Regions from separate parts of the Mus musculus genome. Here region 2 is linked to region 1. The links are chromatin contacts, called in public Hi-C maps. All regions are on one chromosome and are shown on one strand. The core of a region is the stretch at or near the end of the contact, and the rest is flanking DNA. Distances in the headings are between cores, read along the strand shown. Region 1 has its middle 8.7 kb from the start of Gm16897. Region 2 has its middle 56 kb from the start of Cr2.

Region 1 (3,681 bases), core at 955-3,454:
TTTAGCATGATTCATAACTCTAGTCATGGTTAAGAATTTGATTTTTTTTTTTTTTTTTTTTTTTTGGTTTTTCGAGACAGGATTTCTCTGTGTAGCCCTGGCTGTCCTGGAACTCACTTTGTAGACCAGACTGGCCTCGAACTCAGAAATCCGCCTGCCTCTGCCTCCCAAGTGCTGGGATTAAAGGCGTGCACCACCACTGCCCAGCTAGAATTTGATTTTTTAATTAAACAATATTTTGTATATCAGTTAAACTCTTGAGTATCTTCCTGTGTTGTATACAGCATTTTGGTATTATTAATACATAGTAAATACAACATTGAAAGTTGTCAGTGGCTACGATGTGTGATACTTTTTCTCTTCCTCTGTTTGCTATTCACAGTTCTGTCATAGACAGTCCCTGCCTGCTGAGCACCCTTCCCTCTCACACATGGGTTCATGATGATACCCAGCCCTGATCTGTTCACGTCACTGGTGTTTCTCCTTTTGAAACATTTACATTGGCTGCTGTTTTGTTATTTTAAAGAAGCCCCAGATTTTGCCTTTCAGGCTTCCTCATTCATGCTCATGTTTTCATGTCCACCTGGAATCCCACCACTCCTGACACTTCTCCCAGTGGTCACTCTGGCTTTGATCACACCTCATTGGGTGGCTCCTTAGCAGTGTTGGACATAGTTGGTCCTGTCCTTTACCTGGAGGCTATTTTCATCTTATTTCTAGGGCATCTGTTTCTGGTCTCTTATTGCCTTCACTGGCAACACATTTTCAGTTTTCTCTCCCTGGGATTCTTCCTCTTTATCTTTTCCATCCTCACTTTTCCACATCATATCTTTAAATGCCTTACTTACAAATTAAATCTCCAGTTCATTTCAGAGTAGTCACAGATGGGAAATAGCAATGACCATGCATTTTTTTTTCCTGAATTTGCTTGATGAGTTTTATTTTATTACTTTCACTGTAATTTTATTTATGTTATAACTTTTCCCTAGTAAGAAGTAAAACCTTGGGTAGTGATACTTCCCAATTTTTGTCTCTAATACAGGCTTCCTCGTGAGTTGTAGACCCATATATGAGTCTGCTGGTTTAACATCTCAGTATTGATATTAATACGTTTACCATTGAACATATCCCAGTCTAAACTGACTTTTTTACTCAGTTTTCCCATCACAATAATGGGAATGCTAACCTTTTCGGTGTTTATTAGAATACTAGATGTTGTATATCACTTTCCTCATTCTTGTGGTCTTTATCCCACTCGTGTGCTAATCCTGATTCCATCTGTAAAGTACCTCCCAAATCTGACCTGTCAGAACTGCTTTTCCTGCCAGCACCCTGGCCAAATTGCTGTCATCTCTGCTTCTCTGTCCCTCATAGGCTAGAGTCCTCACAGCAGCCAGAATCTTCCAATGAAAAAGAAGTCTTACTATATCCTGATGTACTCAACCCCAAGTGGTAGCTTTTCATCTCATTCAATAAATACTGTGGTCCTCAATGAGACCCCCAGGATGGTGTAGCTTATATCATTACTGTAGAATAAATAGAGTTACAATGTGAGAAACACTAGAGAATAACACAGGTAATTTTAAAACCTCTGGCAAAGGAAAAAGAGCTGTTGAAAATTAATTGTGGTCATGTATTTTATTTAAGCTAGTATGCCAAAAGTGTTTTTATTTTTTAAGTGGGTTTCATTGTTCTTGTTTAATTTACTATTTGTGCTGAGTCATAGCATATCTCCAGTGGAGGCTAGTGGCTCCCGTGTGTTCATCAGGACTGTAGGACCCATTTCCTGTGCTGCTGCATCTCTGTCCTCTTTGCTCTTGTTTCACTACACTTTATGCCATCATCATTGGCCGCCTTCGTGTTAGGGCCTTTTCATTTCTAGTTCTCTTGTCTGGAATCTTCTTCCCACATAGCTTGTGTGTTTTTTTTTTTTTTTTCCTTTTTTCCTATGGGTCTTATCTTCTCTGGGGCCTTCTCATAGCTCAGCATTCTCTAGCATTCTCTGTACCCCTTTCCACGGGATTTTTCTCTATCATCATTAATATAATAAATATTTCTGGGGTGGTTTGAATAAGAATGGCCCCCACAGGCTCATGTATTTGAATGCTTAGTAGTCATCAGGAAATTGTAGTACTTGGGAGGGATTAGGAAATGTCCCAGTGTTGAATTAGGTGTGACCTTGTTTGAGGAAGTGTATCACTGAGCAGGGGCTCTGGGGTTTCAAAGCCCAAGACAGGCCCAGTGTCTCTTCCTGTTGTCTGTAGATCTAGATGTAGAACTTTTAGCACCATGAGAGAACTTCTAACCCTATGTCTCCCTACATGCTGCCATGCTTCCTGACATAATGAGAGTGGGCTGAATCTCTGAAACTATAAGCAAGCCCCAATTAGATCCTTTCCTTTATACCATGGTCATGGTGTCTCTGTACAACAGTAAAACACCGACTAAGACAGTTTACATCAGTGTCTTTTCTCTCTCTGTTTACTGGAACAGGAGTTACAGGAGCAGTGATCTTTGTCAGTTTTGTCCCTTGCTCTGTTTCAGAGCAGAGACAGCAACTACCATGTAAAAGCTGTTTGTTGAATAATTAAATTGAATAAATGATTAAGAATGTTTATTAATAAGAATAGTTCAAATGAGTATACTCTTGCACATTATGTGACAGTTGCCACATAAATTTAAGCATTGTATCCATGCCCATAAACATATTAGGTAATAGTTTGGTTTGACTTATTATTTTCAGCAAAAACATTAAAAAGACATTCTAGTATTTTTGTCTTCATATTAAGGTATCTCTTAACACAGGCTCTCCAAGAAGTTCTTGCCCATATTACTTCTGCTAATTTAAATGCTTCCGACACTTAATGTAATATCTCTTAGGTTATATAGCTTCAAATAACAGGATTTCAGTCTTTTATTGTGAAATAATCTTCCAATGCACACACACACATATACACACACACACACATGCACACACCACACCACATACACACACACAGAGACACACACCACACACACACACACACACACAGACACACATACAGACACACACACACCACACACATACACACCACACAAACTGACACACATACCACATTTTCTTTTTCCATTCCCCTATTGATGGACACTGAAGTTTATTCTCACTCTTGGCTATTATGACTAGTGCTACAGTAAATATGGCATTAAAATGTCTCTTTGACATGCCAACTTTAATTTCTTTAAATATATTTCTCATATTAAGATTGTTGGATTATGTGGTAGTTGTGTTTCCAGGGTATTTCTTGTTCTGCTTTGTTGTTTTGTGATGGAGTGTCCCTATGGAGCCAAGACTAGCCTAGAACTCGTGATCCTCCTGTCTTAGCCTCCTGAGTGCTATGCATAACAGGTCTGCACATTGCCATGTTTCTAGTTTTTGGGTTTTTTTTTTACTTTTAAGGACCCTAAATACGATTTTTTTTTTAAACCGCAGCTGTACTAATTTACATTTCCACTAACGATGTGACAAGGTATTTTCTCTACATCTATCCTGGAATTTGTTACTACTACTACTACTACTACTACTACTACTACTACTGCTACTAATTATTATTATTATTACTATTATTAATGATATGCTTTTGAAAATATCCATTCTCATTAGGGTGAGGTGGCATTTTATTATAGTTTTGAATTTATATTTTT
Region 2 (3,783 bases), core at 760-3,259, 250 kb after region 1:
CCAGGTAAATGTCTCTTTCTGCCAGGTAGGATGCCAGTCTTCAAGGAGGTCTTGGGAACTTAAACTTTACTCAACCCCTACTCAAAATGGAAGCACTATTCCAAATAGTTTCTTATATTGTTTCAAGTATGCCTCTTATGTTGGGGTCCATCCCAGGAGCAGGTTTTAAAAGCAAAAACCATAAAAGGTTATACACAGGTGCAAGAAGTGCTGCTGGATGGTTGGCTCAGGTCCAAACTTATTGTAACTATACAAAGCAGCTCTACTGATTTCTATCATGACTGGTTTCCCAGGGCACAGAACCTAACAGAATATATAATCAACTTGGGCAGGCTTGTTGGTTAACTGGAGTTCAACATAGGTCAGGTTCTCTAAGATGGAGCCTGAACTCAAGACAGAATTAGTCTGGTCTCTCAATAGCATCCCAATGTATGTACCCTGGTGAAATTTATAGCTCTAGTTGTCTATCTTAAGAAAGAAAAGGAAAGTTAAAAAAACAAACAAACAAACAAACAAAAACCAAAAAACCCTGCAGTACAAAACACAGAAAACTTTTCTGATACAATCCAGCATGCCTTCATGATCAAAGTTCTACAGACAATATGACTATAGGGAACATGTCTCTATAAAATGAAAGCCAGAATATTTTTTGTTTTGTTTTGGCTCAATAGCCTCAAATTCACAGACATCAGCCTTTCTCTTCAACCACCCTGCCAAAACAAAACAAATCAAAATTTGTGCAATTGGTAGGTAGGATCTTTGAGTGTCAGTCCAGTCTGGTCTACAGAGTGAGTTTCAGGACAGAGAGTAATAGAGAGAGGCAGGGGGCGGGGAAGTGGCATCTTACAGACATCATCATCCTAAATTGAGAAAAACTTGAAGCAATTCAGCAGGAAACGGGATTTATGTCCATTGAATTCTTCCTGTTCTCCAAACATCATTGAAGGGTAAAATTGATGGCATCTGTTGATAGCATTGACCTAAAAAGCAAAGCAGCTCTCACTGTGACTGCTTAGTTCCACCTCTTTTCTCAGATCTTTTTGTTTGTTTACTAACTGGAGATGGTAGAGATGTATATGCCTTGACATAAGACAATAACTTGCAGGAGTTGGTTCTTTTCTTCCACCATGTGGAGCCCAGGGGCTGAACTCAGGTATGCAGGTTTATTAACAAATAACTTTATCCTCTGGGCCGTCTCACCAGGCTTTTTTAAAGTAGCATAGTCAGCTACTTTGGCTTTCAAAATATTGTCTGTAAAAATTAGTCTTACATTCTAATATTATTGTTTTAATATTTTTTCTTTTTTTCTATCGAAGATTTTTCTTTTTTATTCTATGTATATGAGTGGTCTATCTGCATCTACCCCTGCATGACAGAAGAGGGCATTAGAACTCACTATAGATGGTTGTAAGACACCTATAATGGAATTCTTGTGGCTTCTTGGAATTGAACTTAGGGTCTGGGGAAAAATAGCCAGCGCTCTTAACCACTGAACCATCTCTCTAACCCCATTACTTCTGTTCTTATCTGCCTGGCTGCTCTAGTTTATTTTCTCATGAATATTCTCCTGGCATAATAAAGTTTATCTTACAATCTGCACCCAGAAGGGACACACATCTATAATGACACGTTCATATTGAGTATCAATTACTGAAAATCAGAGTTTGGAACAGAAGGTTTTTTTCTGTTTGTATTTATTCTGGAAATATTTTTATAGAGTAGAATGTTCTGCTCCCCGATATTTACCTGCCTCTGCCCTCCTGCTTGAGTTCTTGGACTAATAGTGGGCCACCACCATGACAGGCAGATTCCTCTTGGTGTCCTATAACCACAACTGAGTTCCTATTAGTGCATATGGGATTAGCTTAGAGATTCAAGACATCTGACTTGGCTTATAGACTAAGTGCTTGTGGTGTGAGTGACTCAGGTTTCCTCCAGCTTTGGGACTTGGAGCCAGACAAGACAACTATGGGAGAAGATACAGCTCAAGTGCACTAAATACTTTCTTCCACAAGGTGGCACCCCACACCTTATATCCATATCCACATTTCTTCAGACAAGCACCTGATGATGTTTGTCCAGAAAAGGTCACATAAACAACACCCTTCTGTTTCCCTATTTACTGAGTGGTACCACTGAGTCCTACTAAGTGGAGACCACCCTTATAGACAGCACAGAACTGTGGTCAGGATGGAGAAATGTGACACTTTTAGTCCTGTCACTAGTATGAATTACAAGTTGACATTGTGCTCTATGCTATCATACAATACTGTATGGAAGGCTTTGGTTGATACTTACTAATATAAATGTATAAGAATAAAAAGGGCAGAGGTAAATCATTTTATCTGCAGATAGTATGATAACATTTATGAAAACCCCCAGAATATCAATGAAAAACGCTATTATCATCATTAAGGAAAATTTTCAAGCTGAATGACCATTAATTGTTATACATGAATTTTAGAAAAAAAATCGAACAAAAGCATGTTGCTGAATACTGAACAAAAATAACACATTTTTATTTTTAAAATTTATTTTTGTTTCACCCACTGTATTTGTTTCTATATTTTGTACAAAAGTGTGAACACATGAATGTCTCTATGGCAAGAACAAAGTAAAACTGTCCTGAGGCAAAAATAAATGATAGACAAGGATAAGCACAGAGGAAAGGAAGTAAAATAGTAAGGAAGTAGAGATATACAGCACATACTTATGTGAAAATTACACACTACACACACACACACACACACACACACACACACACACACACACACACGCATGCATGCCTGCATGCATGCATGCAATAGAAGCAAGGTACTCCACAGATAAAAGAACTTGCTGTATAGTATGATTACCTGAATTCAATCCCTGGGACCCATGGTGGAAACTAAGAACTGAAAATTGTGGCACATATGTGCACAGACACCCGCATATACACTGACAAAGAAAACTTTGAAAATCAATAAGCATTTGCAGTTGGAGGCATAAGCATCGAGACTTGGAGATGAGGTACCCCCAATGTTCAATTGCCTCCAAAAACCCCAGTCCCCAGCTCACAGGTTGGGCTAGGCTAATGTATCTTATTAAAGTGTATTCTATTAAAGACTTAAGATTTTTGTGTGTTTGTGTGTGTATGTAAGTATGCAAGACAGAGACCACAAAAATATTAGGTTAAAAAATATCAAATTGCTGGTCCTTTAGCTTAGTAGAAAGAAAGAAAGAAAAAGAGAAAGAGAGAGAAAGAAAGAGAGAGAGAAAGGGAGGGAGGGAGGAAGGAAGGAAGGAAAGAAGGAAGGAAGGAAGGAAGGAAGGAAGGAAGGAAGGAAGGAAGGAAGGAAGGAAGGAAGGAAGGAAGGAAGAGAAAGAAACGAATGAATGAACTAAAAAGAATAACGAGAAAAAGAAGAGATCTGAATTAAGGCACAAAGTGAAAGAAAATGGTCTGGGCATACCATACTTGAAGGAGGAAAGCACTCTAGACTTTTTGCCATTATGAACTTGTCTGACTTTGTGCCTGCTACCTCTAAAAGCACTTTTTGCCCTACCCACTGAGCCCAAGGCATAGCTGCTCCTCTTGTGTCCAGTGCAGGTCCCAAGCAAGGCAGCCGGTGGCAGAGCCAGGTTTCCTGCCAGCAAATAGGGTGAGTCTGGTGTGCATTGGAGACCTGGTGCTCTGTTGCAGCTTGAGCAGGAGCTCCTGAGTCTGAACAGCCACTGCCTCCATCTTTCCACTCTGGTCCTCATTTTCTTGGCTGTGAAACCCCCTACTGTAATGGAAATAGG

What was found. A called contact is a pair of places that touch in the nucleus more often than the background predicts.
Region 2: a Hi-C map of B cells shows a contact between it and region 1, with 2.3 times the contacts expected there. The contact joins two enhancer-like sites. A contact is called at or near these places in 1 of 39 promoter capture datasets (liver) and 7 of 484 Hi-C or Micro-C datasets (B cells, the Ba/F3 cell line, the G1E-ER4 cell line and 3 more).

The regions. Positions count from the first base shown.
Region 1 is chr1:194,983,812-194,987,492 of GRCm38.p6, forward strand. No RefSeq gene overlaps it. Among named protein-coding and RNA genes, the nearest start is that of Gm16897, 8.7 kb to the left of the region's middle. Within about 2 kb of position 2,205, at least 44 of the 459 cell types and tissues checked have an H3K27ac peak or open chromatin away from gene starts, as enhancers often do. A contact at or near this core is called in B cells, where this site is marked.
Region 2 is chr1:195,230,807-195,234,589 of GRCm38.p6, forward strand. No RefSeq gene overlaps it. Among named protein-coding and RNA genes, the nearest start is that of Cr2, 56 kb to the left of the region's middle. Within about 2 kb of position 2,010, at least 8 of the 459 cell types and tissues checked have an H3K27ac peak or open chromatin away from gene starts, as enhancers often do. A contact at or near this core is called in B cells, where this site is marked.